Regions from separate parts of the Anas platyrhynchos genome. Here region 1 is linked to region 2. Evidence: chromatin contacts called from public Hi-C data. All regions are on one chromosome and are shown on one strand. The core of a region is the stretch at or near the end of the contact, and the rest is flanking DNA. Distances in the headings are between cores, read along the strand shown. Region 1 overlaps APBB2 (amyloid beta precursor protein binding family B member 2). Region 2 holds the start of APBB2 (amyloid beta precursor protein binding family B member 2).

The links. A called contact is a pair of places that touch in the nucleus more often than the background predicts.
Region 1: a contact with region 2 is called in a Hi-C map of liver, with 5 times the contacts expected there. The contact joins the enhancer-like site here to the promoter of APBB2 in region 2. A contact is called at or near these places in 5 of 8 Hi-C or Micro-C datasets (F1 follicle, F5 follicle, liver and 2 more).

What each region holds. Positions count from the first base shown.
Region 1 is chr4:55,449,482-55,454,841 of IASCAAS_PekinDuck_T2T, forward strand. All of the region lies in intron 6 of APBB2 (amyloid beta precursor protein binding family B member 2), which reads left to right. Among named protein-coding and RNA genes, the nearest start is that of APBB2, 89 kb to the left of the region's middle. Within about 2 kb of position 3,715, at least 1 of the 8 cell types and tissues checked has an H3K27ac peak or open chromatin away from gene starts, as enhancers often do.
Region 2 is chr4:55,360,432-55,365,550 of IASCAAS_PekinDuck_T2T, forward strand. It overlaps APBB2 (amyloid beta precursor protein binding family B member 2), which reads left to right and starts at 3,077. Exons shown (of 18, transcript XM_072037680.1): 1 at 3,077-3,234.

The sequences.
Region 1 (5,360 bases), core at 2,465-4,964, 90 kb after region 2:
TAATTACGTGGTGCATGAAGAAGTACTTCCCTCTCTTATAAAATTGCTCTCTGGTAATTTCGTTAGGTGCACCCTGCTTTACTGCTGTAGGAAGCAGTAAATAACAGCGACTGTTCATTTCCTTTCCATCCTTGCCTTCTTCACACCATTCGTGGCTTTACAGATTCCTGTGACATCCTGCCCTCCTCCCACCGTCCCTCCGGGCTCCTACCACGCTCCGTGGCTCTGCCTGCAGAAGCAGTTTTATATTTATCTCTTTATGGCTTTTCCCATTCTGCTGTGCCCGTTTTTATAATGGGCTGTGTGGAAGTGTGCGCACTAGTCCCGTGATAGTGCCACTCTACATAAAAAGTGCAGGCATAAGGGTTTTGTCTTGCTCATCCTTCCTAACGTAATGCCACGCTGCTCTTTTCAGAGAGCTTGTCAGTGACCTTGGTCCTTGCAAGTGGCAGAAGGTAACTGACTGCCTGTCACTGCATGTGAGCAGTTTAAGTAGCAGAACAGAAGGGTAACAGTAAAGGAACTTTGAGAAATTAATAAAAACCAGGACCTGGAAATCCATCTGGTCAGGAAACTGAAGGCTGCATATTGGAAAAGCTGCTCTTGAAGCCATGCGTGTCCTAGTCCTGGAGGGCCTTTTGGCAGTCTTTTGTTTTTCTATATCAACCAGGTAAGTACAAATCCAGAAGGGGAAAACTTCTCATCCTACACAACCATGGCTTTCCCTAGAGCCCCTGCAGCTCTTTGGCACATCCACAAATTACAGCATATCCACCAAAGATCAGATAATGTTTTTAGCTGGGGAAGGACCACGCTATTCCCCGTGCATATCTCGATCTTTCATGGTTTGTGACAATTAGCTGCGTTTTTTCCATAGTGCTAATAGGTCTCAATGGCTTGTGGTATGTTGTACGCTGGAGATATTTTGTGTATTGTTTTTACTCGATCTTGTCATTTTTACATTCTTGCAAGGTAGGAGATTCTAGCTCTGGGTTCACAATGGAGAAGACTTTTGATGGTTGTTACGTTCTGGACATATGCAGCTTTAAGGAGAGTTTGTCCTCAGTTTTTCAAAGTGAGTTTTGATGATAAACCTTGCGTCGAACAAGAAAACAGGAGGTGCAAATTGCAAGTGAAATTCTGTTGTGATTCTGCAGAATTCACCCTTTTTTTTTTTTTCTCTCAAGTGCTTGTCCAGCATAAGACTCCAGCTGATGTGTTAGCTTTGTTCCTGGCTACCATTTCTTGTTAGACTTGCCAGGATGGTCTGTGACACAAGTTATTTTTCTGTATTTTCTTCTAATTCTTGGTGGTGGTTATCTCTCTGATACCAGTTCTGTCTCCCTAAATCTGGATTACTGAATCTAGCTTCAATGATGTCCATAAATCCATCCCTATGAAAAATAAATACAAAATTATAGCGCTGGGGTGACGTGAAATAGATACAAGAATGCAAATAATGACTTTGCTTGTGCTGGGTGGATGCTTTCAGAGATGATTTATCTCTCTGAGTTTGCTTTAATGCCTAAAGATACCTGGATGCTATGAATAAAGTTTTAATGGAAAGCATATAATGATGTAGAGAGGGGAAATACTTAAACCTCGAGGCTGTGGTAGCCCCGTTTGCTCTACCAGCAGGCTTCCCTCTGGACTGGAGGAGGCTGCGGCCCATGGAGAGCCCCCGCAGGAGCAGGCCCCGGGCCGGAGCTGCAGCCCGTGGAGAGGAGCCCACGCAGTAGCAGGACGTCTGGGGGGGAGCTGCCGCCTGTGGGGGACCCGTGCTGGGACAGTTTGCTCCTGGGGGATGGACCCTGTGGGACGGAGCTGTGTGGGAGCAGTGCTTGAGGAGCTGCTGCCGGTGGGCAGCCCCCTCAGGCTCAGCTGGGGAAGGACGGCATCCATGAGAGGGACCCCATGGGGAGCAGAGCCGAGAGTGACCGTGAAGGAGCAGAGAATTTTTAAGTGGTCTACCTGTCCTTATCTCAACCCTTGAGCCCTTTCCATGGTATTTTTTCTCCCTTTCACATTGAGGAGAGGCAGTGAGAGAGAGGTTGTGGTGGAGCTCAGCGGCCCAGCTGGGCATACAAAGCCTGGGCATGGCTCTGGGCAAGCTATTTCGTGTATCTCAGACCTCTCCTCATACCTCTGTTCACTGTGTTTAAAGTGGAGCTCACTTTCTGCTGCTATGAAGATAAATTCATTCATACAACACTTTGTGGTGCTCTAGAACAACCGCCGCGATTTGCCACGCACCCACGTTGACTGAGGGATGTGCAGACCTTGTGCCGGAGGAAGGAAACGGCTCTTCTTGCAGGTTTTACTTTTTTCTTCAAGAGAAACATTTAATTTCAGAGAGTAACACGGTTGTAATTCAATTTTATGTTCTGTTTTCATTGAATCATTAAATTCAGAAAAAGAGGGTTTTTGAAGGCATTTGCACAGGGCTGTGAATGAAGCCGTCAAAGGAAGGCGGTTTTAGCCAAGCTGAATTGTGTCTGCGCCAGTGGCCAACTTGACTGGCTCTTAATTAGCCAATGATAGGCACAAAACCCGCTAATGAGAGCTTCTTTAAAATTTCAGGCTGTCAGTGTGTTTATTCAATACGTTCTCCAGAGAAGTGCAGTCCTGCCTTTGGCTCTGCACCTTGTTCCCCCCTGAATTCGGCAGGCTTCCTCGTATTTTACATTAAGAAAATGATCGGTTGCCTGGCACCTTACTTCTTAGGCCATTTTTTATTCTCTGCAGTTCGTATTCTAATGGGAAAAAAGCGCTGACTGTGGCGGATCCCTTCTTCCGTGCTCTTACTGTCATTCAGATTGAAGAGATGTGCTAATGCCACCAGACTTAAACTCGAGGCTCCTTACCCTCAGCTGGAACAAATCTGTAAAATTGTGGCGTCTGAGCTTGCTGCCCTGCCTGCAGCACGCACAGTCCCTCTGCACAGCGCCTGCTTCCCCTCTCGCAGTCAGAAAGGCATCGGTGTAAAACTGCTCTTTGTGTCAGCACTTACAGCCTGAATTTATCCCGGATTATACTTGTTCGTTGCCCAAAATTAAATCATAGAATCATAGAATATCCTGAGTTGGAAGGGACCCTTAATCGTTAATGGTTTCTTCTCTGAACAGCTGCACGCTAACATATGGATTCACATTGATCAGACAGAGTCAGGCTCTGTATTTTAGCAGAGAAGCACATAAATTCAGAGGTGCCACCAAGCTGATGTTTCCCTGCTTTCTCTGCCAAAGAGTTGGCTGCCGTTGCTGAGACAGATGAATTTTCTGGGGGTGGGAGAGGCTGGGCGCTGCGTGCATGAATTGCTCTCCCTGTGCTGGGGTGTGCTGGGCAGGGAGCCTGCTGGGGTGGCGGGGCCTGTGGGGACCCTGCTGCCTGAGTCCTGCAGTCCCTTCTCTCACATGGCTGTTGTTTTTTTTGTCTTTAGATCAGGCAAATCCCCCTTTTAAAACAATGACAAGTGGTTAAATGGGATATGAACCCAGAACACAGGAGCACATGCAGCACTCTTGTGGGGAAAGGTATAGGAAGGAGAGATATGGTGCCAAAAATCAGAAAAGCAGGTGCAAACTGCTGCTGCCAGATTGTTGTAGCCCTGCAAGCTAAGTCACGAAACCACACTTACAGGTTTGCTGCTGAGGCAGAAGGTATTGGTCTGGATGAATTTAGTTGCTTATAATCTCTCGAGGCACAGCACAATGCACGCTCGCCATGGATTTGGAGCAAGCCAGAGGTAGGCTCTGTTGTGTGCTGACCTATTGTTATTTTTTTCAAGCAAAAGCTTTTGCCACCTAGTGGAAAAAAACTAGCACTTCAGCTAAGCAAGAAAGCCCCTCACCCTGGTCATATACAAAGTGTGTTTACATGCATGGGTAACTCGCTAAAACAGGAGCAGATTATTCTGATTTCACTTGGAATTTAGAAGCAGAAATCTTCTGAGGTAGTGGAGCATTTTGTTCACGTGTTATTTAGGGCTGTGTCTCATTTAAGCACGAAGCTGGTGAACAAAGGGTGTTCGTTTGTGTGCTGCTCTCTCAGGATGAAGACAGTTTAACAAGTGAAGGAAAGCAATGAATCAAGTGATGCAGAAGTTTTTGCAACCCACTACAGCACCTTCAAGCAGTGATTCATCAGCCTTTGCTGAGGTGCTCCATCCTCATCCCACTTGATTCCCAGTGCTCTTGCTGTGCCACCATCACTCTGACCTCCTCCTCCTCCTTCCTGCAGGTGGGGTGAGCCTTCCCAGATCATGGCTTGCTTCTTCTTGGACCACAGATTCTGTCACAACAGCCCTGCAGGGCACCCCCAAGTCTCAATTCTTACATTTGCCAGACTCCGCGTGTTTTGTGGCTGGCTATTTCCTGTTAACAAATGGTTTAGTCCTCCCATTCTTACCTATTTTGGTCCATTTTCCTGGAGGGAGCACGTGGACGTTTCCTCGTGGTGTCTCTGAGGCACTTTTCCCTGCTCCTGCTGTTAGTAACAACTCCTGCAAGCACAAGCAGAGGGGCTGGTTTCTCAGCTTCACCTCTGGTCCTCAGGCTGTGTTCCCTCTCTGCAGAGACCTCGCAGAGCCCCTGAAATCTCCCTTTTACTCAGGACAGGCAGTACTGTTCTGGATACTCATCCAGAGCCACTATCAACAGATACCTCCAGGACCCCAAAGCTTTCTTCCCCAGATCCTTCCATGATCCTACAGGCTGAGCACGCACATCCTCTGATGCTGTAGGTTGGGGCTTTCTTGCCCCATGGTTTCATGGGCTCCTGTTAAACAGGAAAACTGTTTCTGAGCAATAATTCCCCAAGCCTATCTCCATCCCTCTTGAGAAAGTGTAGCTTTTTCTCTCCTCAAGTCACTTGCCCTTGGTTTTCTTCTGTTATTGTGCTGCTGCTTTGGTTCCTATGTCAACAGCTTGGGTTTTGGTGGTTGAAAGAGAGAAGGTGCCAGGCAGGTCCTGCAAACAAGTGGGTTTAATGCTTTTTTTCTTACCGCTGAATGTTGACTAATCTGCTTTCCTCTCTCTTCCCTCAGATTAGTCATCTCTGCTTTGAACGCCTTGTGTGCCTGTAGTAGCTCATTATTTACATAGCAGGACAAAGATCACATCGTCTTTTAAAAAAAACTATTAAGAGAGAACAGCACGAGCGCTTCATCCCAAGCTTCTGTAGGATTTGCAAGTCATCAGCCTTTTCCGGTAATGCCTTATAGCACAGGTGGCCAAAATGGCAGCTCCTTTTGGCACGGATGGTGCCGGGTGGGGGTATGCCCATCCACACCACTCTTCAGCACCGTTTCCTGGACCCGTTTGGAGATCTCCCTCCTCTGAGTTCCCGAAACGAAACGCAGG
Region 2 (5,119 bases), core at 1,827-4,326:
ATATTGCTATAGTTTTTAAGCTAACACCATCATCCTGCTTGCCTCCCCCAAAAATTGTAATGACAAAAAAATGGAGCTGCTCCAGACTTGATGAGTGGTTGGCCGCCTTTCCTTCACCTCACTGTCAGGAAATCCCTGTATACCACTGTACAACAGACAGGGAAAGGATGGATCAGAGAATTACATCTAGTAAAATATCTCAAAGATCATAAGCCTGTAATGAAGAGAGATATCCTGTGAGTCTAATTCTTGAATCTTCTAGCTGTATGTGCATGTGGTGGCATTCTTTCTTTGCGGAAATTTATTTGATTTAGAATTTTGAGATGGAGACTTGATAGAACAGTGATCAGTGTGAAAATGTTAGAGACTCAGTTCCAAAGCAAATTACTGTTCTGCTATAACTGAACTTTCCTCATTAAGTTTCTATGTTAAGCTCGGTTTTTGGAATAATATATTCAGTGAAAGGTTATTTGATGGTGTAGGTTCCTCTGAAATAATAACCACGATTGCACCGCTAGATGGTAGTCTTGCTTATTCCATATTCACCGCTTTTCTACTTTCATCTGCAGAGAGAAACCGTTTCTCATGAGACGGGATTGGTGCGTACTTTAACTATCCCCCTACAGGGAATAACCCTTAAGTAAAAAGCTGGGATATAAAAGAAGGCAGAGGAAGAAACTGTATTAACTTCTCCTGAGAGGGCAATCAGAGGCACAGTCAATCTCAGAGTAGGATCTGTAAACCCGTGCTGCACTGAGGAAGCTAGTGTGCAGGCAGCTATTTGCCACTGGAAGCTCAGATGGTCGCTCATTCCTTGTTGCAAAGTCAGATGGGCTTTGACCAAAATAAATTTGCAATTTGCATTCGTAGTTCAAACATTGAGACAGCAAGATTATGATGAAATGATTTGGTTATGAACTGGTAATATAGAAAGGCCTCTCCTCTTATTATTTGTAATGTTTAGAGGTGTTGTTTCACTGGATGTTTGTGGCTTACAAAAAGAGGTAGTAAGGGCTTTGTATCAGTACCTTGCAGCAACTGCAGGAGCCATTTCATTGTACTCAGAAAGTTAACACATCAGATTGCTCTAAAACAAGAGATCTATATTTGATGAGACTGGCCGAGCCTATGCAAGCAGTATATCCACATGGAAACGTTTCAGAGAAGTCTGAGTGTATTGAGCTGCTGTCCATTTAGGATGTATATGAAATTCCGTATTTAGTTTCCTCAACACTTCATTTTTATGACTCTGCTTACTATACTGCAAACCAAAGTGCATTATATAGACCATATAACTAAATGTTAATCATATTTTTAACCACATAGCAAAAACCACAATGCAGTGCTTTTACACTTCTCATCAAAGGAACGTGAATTTATGACCGTCTTGCTTGGCCACTGATGTCAGGAGAACATATTAATAGGCTATTCACTCATAATCTGGGGTAACCCAACAGTTGCCTTGCATCTCTCCTATAGATGAAGTGCAAATTCCAGGGAGAGTTCTGCTCCATTATGCCTTCAAAGTCTCTGCATAAAGGCTTTCCCTGCTGCTGGATGATGTGCTTTCTTGGAGAGGAACGCACCCTGATTTGTAGACATTGGAATTTGATGAATCACCTTTGGATGTCTCAGGAGGCCATCAGTCCTTCCTGAGCTGATCAAGATACATTTCTATCACAGATAATTAGGACTATTTGGAGGGCTTTCTTTGGATGTCCACCAAAATTTGGATGTTCTGGATCTGAAAGAGTAAATTAAAATGTGAGTCTTAGCATAAGTAAGTATTGTTCTTTTTATACAAATCTTGACTAAATCATGTCCACATTTGAGAAAAATGCAAGTACCACTGTAAACAAGAGGAATAAATTTAGGAGTAAGATGTTAAGTGATTAAGTATAATTTCCAAGTGCTTTGCTCTGAACTATGACATCTTTGTCTAATTGTCGCTTCTTCTTGTTCATCACAGTAGTGCTCATAATTGCTTTTTTTTTTTTCTTTTTTCTGTTCTTTAGGCTGATGGATGTCAGTATGACCTGCTAAAAACACAAATATTTCTAATTAAAGATGTTATATTCCTATTCATCTTAATTGTCCCTATAATTATAGTCAGTCCATCCAAGTTCTGCTGTTAGGGGCATAGTTATAAACCCAGAGAACAAAATAGTGAAGGTTCTGGAAATGCATAGGAAAAAAACACATCCTTTCTAGATAAATAGATTCACCATTAGAAATGGTGCAATAAATTTTGAAATGGTCTTGGGCACTCTTAATAGGATTGCTGAGTGTGTTTTAATTTAAGAGAAAATCAGCCTGGCCATTTCATTATTGTAACAGTCTTCTTTGACCTCCTAGGGCATCTTCGGTTACTCTGATGTGGCACTGTATTTTATTAGTGATTGTTTTGCACCTGCTTTTCCAGTCTTTGTAAGATTGTTAGGTGGAAGAATGAAAGATCCGCCTGCAGTTGCCACTCAGCTACTGTGTCATTTTAATATTTTTGCCTTGGTAATGAATAGTTTTTTCCCCTGTAACCTCAAAAGCTTACGTTGAAAGGACAGAACCCCAAGTATTTGGTAAGGCTTTAAACAGAAGGAGCTTCTCACAGGTGTGCTCTTTTAAGCCTCCCTACTAACTCCCCACAACGTCGCTGTGATCCCCTGCTCCTTCCTCTCAAGACATGCCCAGGGCTTCACTCGCAACCTGCTCCTGTTGTTCTGCAGGTGCCTTAAAGCCTCGAGGTTTCCAGGACTGGTCCTTTTGCTCATTTTCCACGTCTGGGAGCACACCCTGGACCTTTCCCCCTGTGCGCGCTGGGTGCCTTTGGAGCCCCCCCACCATCACAGGGCTGCCTGGAGCACCCCCAGCGCGCTCCCTTTGTCAAGCAGCCGCCTGCCTCTCCCTCCTCTCGGGGGGCAGCACAAACCACCGCTGCCTCCCCACACGACCCCTAACCCCTGAGGGTCGGGAAAGCTGCCCTGGAAGCCACCTCAGCCCCGGGGGGAAGCTCCTTGGCGGCCGGGAGCCGCTCCCGGAGCCGCAGGTGTGAGCCGGCCGCCCTGAGGCACCGGCGGCGCCATGTTGTGCGCCCTCCGCCGCCGCCGCCCCGCCCGGCCGGCCCCCTGCGAGCCGCGGCGCTGGGCGGCGGCCAGGGAGGAGGGAGAGGAGCCGGGAGGAGAGAGGAGAGAAGAGGAGGGGCGGCGGTGGCGGCCGGCGGCCGGAATCGTTTCCTGGGTAAGGCTGGGAAGCGTTTCCGGAGGGCTGGCTGCATCCCGCAGCGGGCTCTGGGCGCCTCGGGAGCGGCGCGGTGCGGCGGGCAGGGCAGGTGCGCGCTCCCCGCGGCGGGGACGGGGCGGTGCGGGGCTCCCGGGCAGCCCCGGAGCCTTCCCCTGGGGAAATTTGGGTGGGTTTCGGGGCTTTCCGCGATTTCAGCGCTGGTTACTGCTGCTCGGGGGCCGTGCGGGTGGGAGCCCGGGGGGAGCAGCCCTCGGGGCGCAGCGCGGAGCCGCGTTAATGTCAGGCGGTGCGGGGGGGCTTGCTGGCGGTGTCCTGCTGGGGCTCAACCTTGTGGTCTTGCCCCTCCAGCACCAAATATTGCAGCCCACACCGCCTGCAGGGCGCAGTTGTGCTGCTGCCGTGCCGCAGGCTGTGCAGGGTTGGGCTCTGGGCAGGATGCGCTGCGCGGCGCTGCCCCGGGGGCCGGCTGCGGGCGTGCCGTGCCCTGCGGCTTCTCACCGGGTCCCTCCGGCTCCTTCGGCATCCCACACGCCACCACCCTGCTGCCTGATGCTCTGCTGCTTTCCAAAAGCGCCAGCGAGTTGGCTGCCTTGCGGTTGGAAGTGTTTTCTGCCTAGGTTCAGCTGGAGTGTGTGCGGATGCTGGAGCACTCGGAGGGGGAGACATCCTCGTGCGGTGACCTTGTGGCAAAATCTTGGCTGGTTAACTTCTTTCTGTAAAGCAGCCAAGCTAAGCATGGGTGTTTTGACTCTTCCTTTGCAGCAGTGAGTGTTTGATGGAGCGCTTTGGGGCTTTTCTTTTTTTCCTGGTTGTTTAAGAGAAGATTTGGAGAGGACTCTTCAAGAAGAATACCAGTTTTGTTGCATGTTACGAGAAATGTGTGACCATTCTTAACACTGAGGCAGCCCAAGTGAACTTCATCCTCTGTGATGAAGGAGAAGGTCTAAGCAGTGGGTCGCAGTGATGTGGGAAGCATTTCTTAGCAGAGGGGATGCACAACTTGCAAGCCTGGGTTATTGTTGTTGTTTTCAGTTTTGCAGCTAAGGAGCCAGTGAGCAAAAATGATAGCTTTTGGTGGGGCACTGGGTGGATTCTGCTGTTCCCTTGGTCAGGAGGGACAGTGACGTGCTTAGGAAATGCTTGGGGGGGTGTAGTGAGGACTGGTGCAGCGTTGGAGCTGAAGAGAGTTGTGACTTGAGGAGCTGGTTAGGAGGAACGTGAGTGCTTGAGATTGGTGAGAAATCCTTACAGCAGGCAGAGGCTGGGAGAAGGCCACAGTGAAACCTGGTAGTTGGTAGGTGATGGTAGGTAATCAACTGATTGCATCTCCATCAGATGGCAGATCCATGCTTTTCAGAAGCTCTGACCTAGGATGTGCAATCCCACTTGAAATTCATGCTGAAAAGAGATGATACCACCCATATGTCTCCTTTGGGTAAAAGACAAGGTTTTGCCTCTGTCCTGTGCTGTAAGCGAGGAACCCTGGAGGTCTTGAAAAGATGTTTAGGTGTACAGCTTAGCGATATGGTTTAGTGGAGGACTGGTTAGTGTTAGGTCAGAGGTTGGACTCGATGATCTTGAGGTCTCTTCCAACCTAGACAATTCTGTGATTCTGTGAACTCAGCTGCTGGGAACACCAGAGCAGGAGGAGATGTGCAGGGCACGTTAGCTCCTTACTTGCTAAACTGCTGCTGTCCTGCTGCCACGGAGAAGGTGACAAATGGTGGGGCGTGTTTGGCAGGAGACTGGCAGGAAGGACTGGTGGGATGGGTGGGAGCACCAGGGAATATCAGGCACATCTTCTCACTTGTGCTTCTGGTGGAGCAGGTGCAGAGAGTGGCTGGGGTAAAGAAACAATCGCACCAGAGGAGACAAGGAAAGC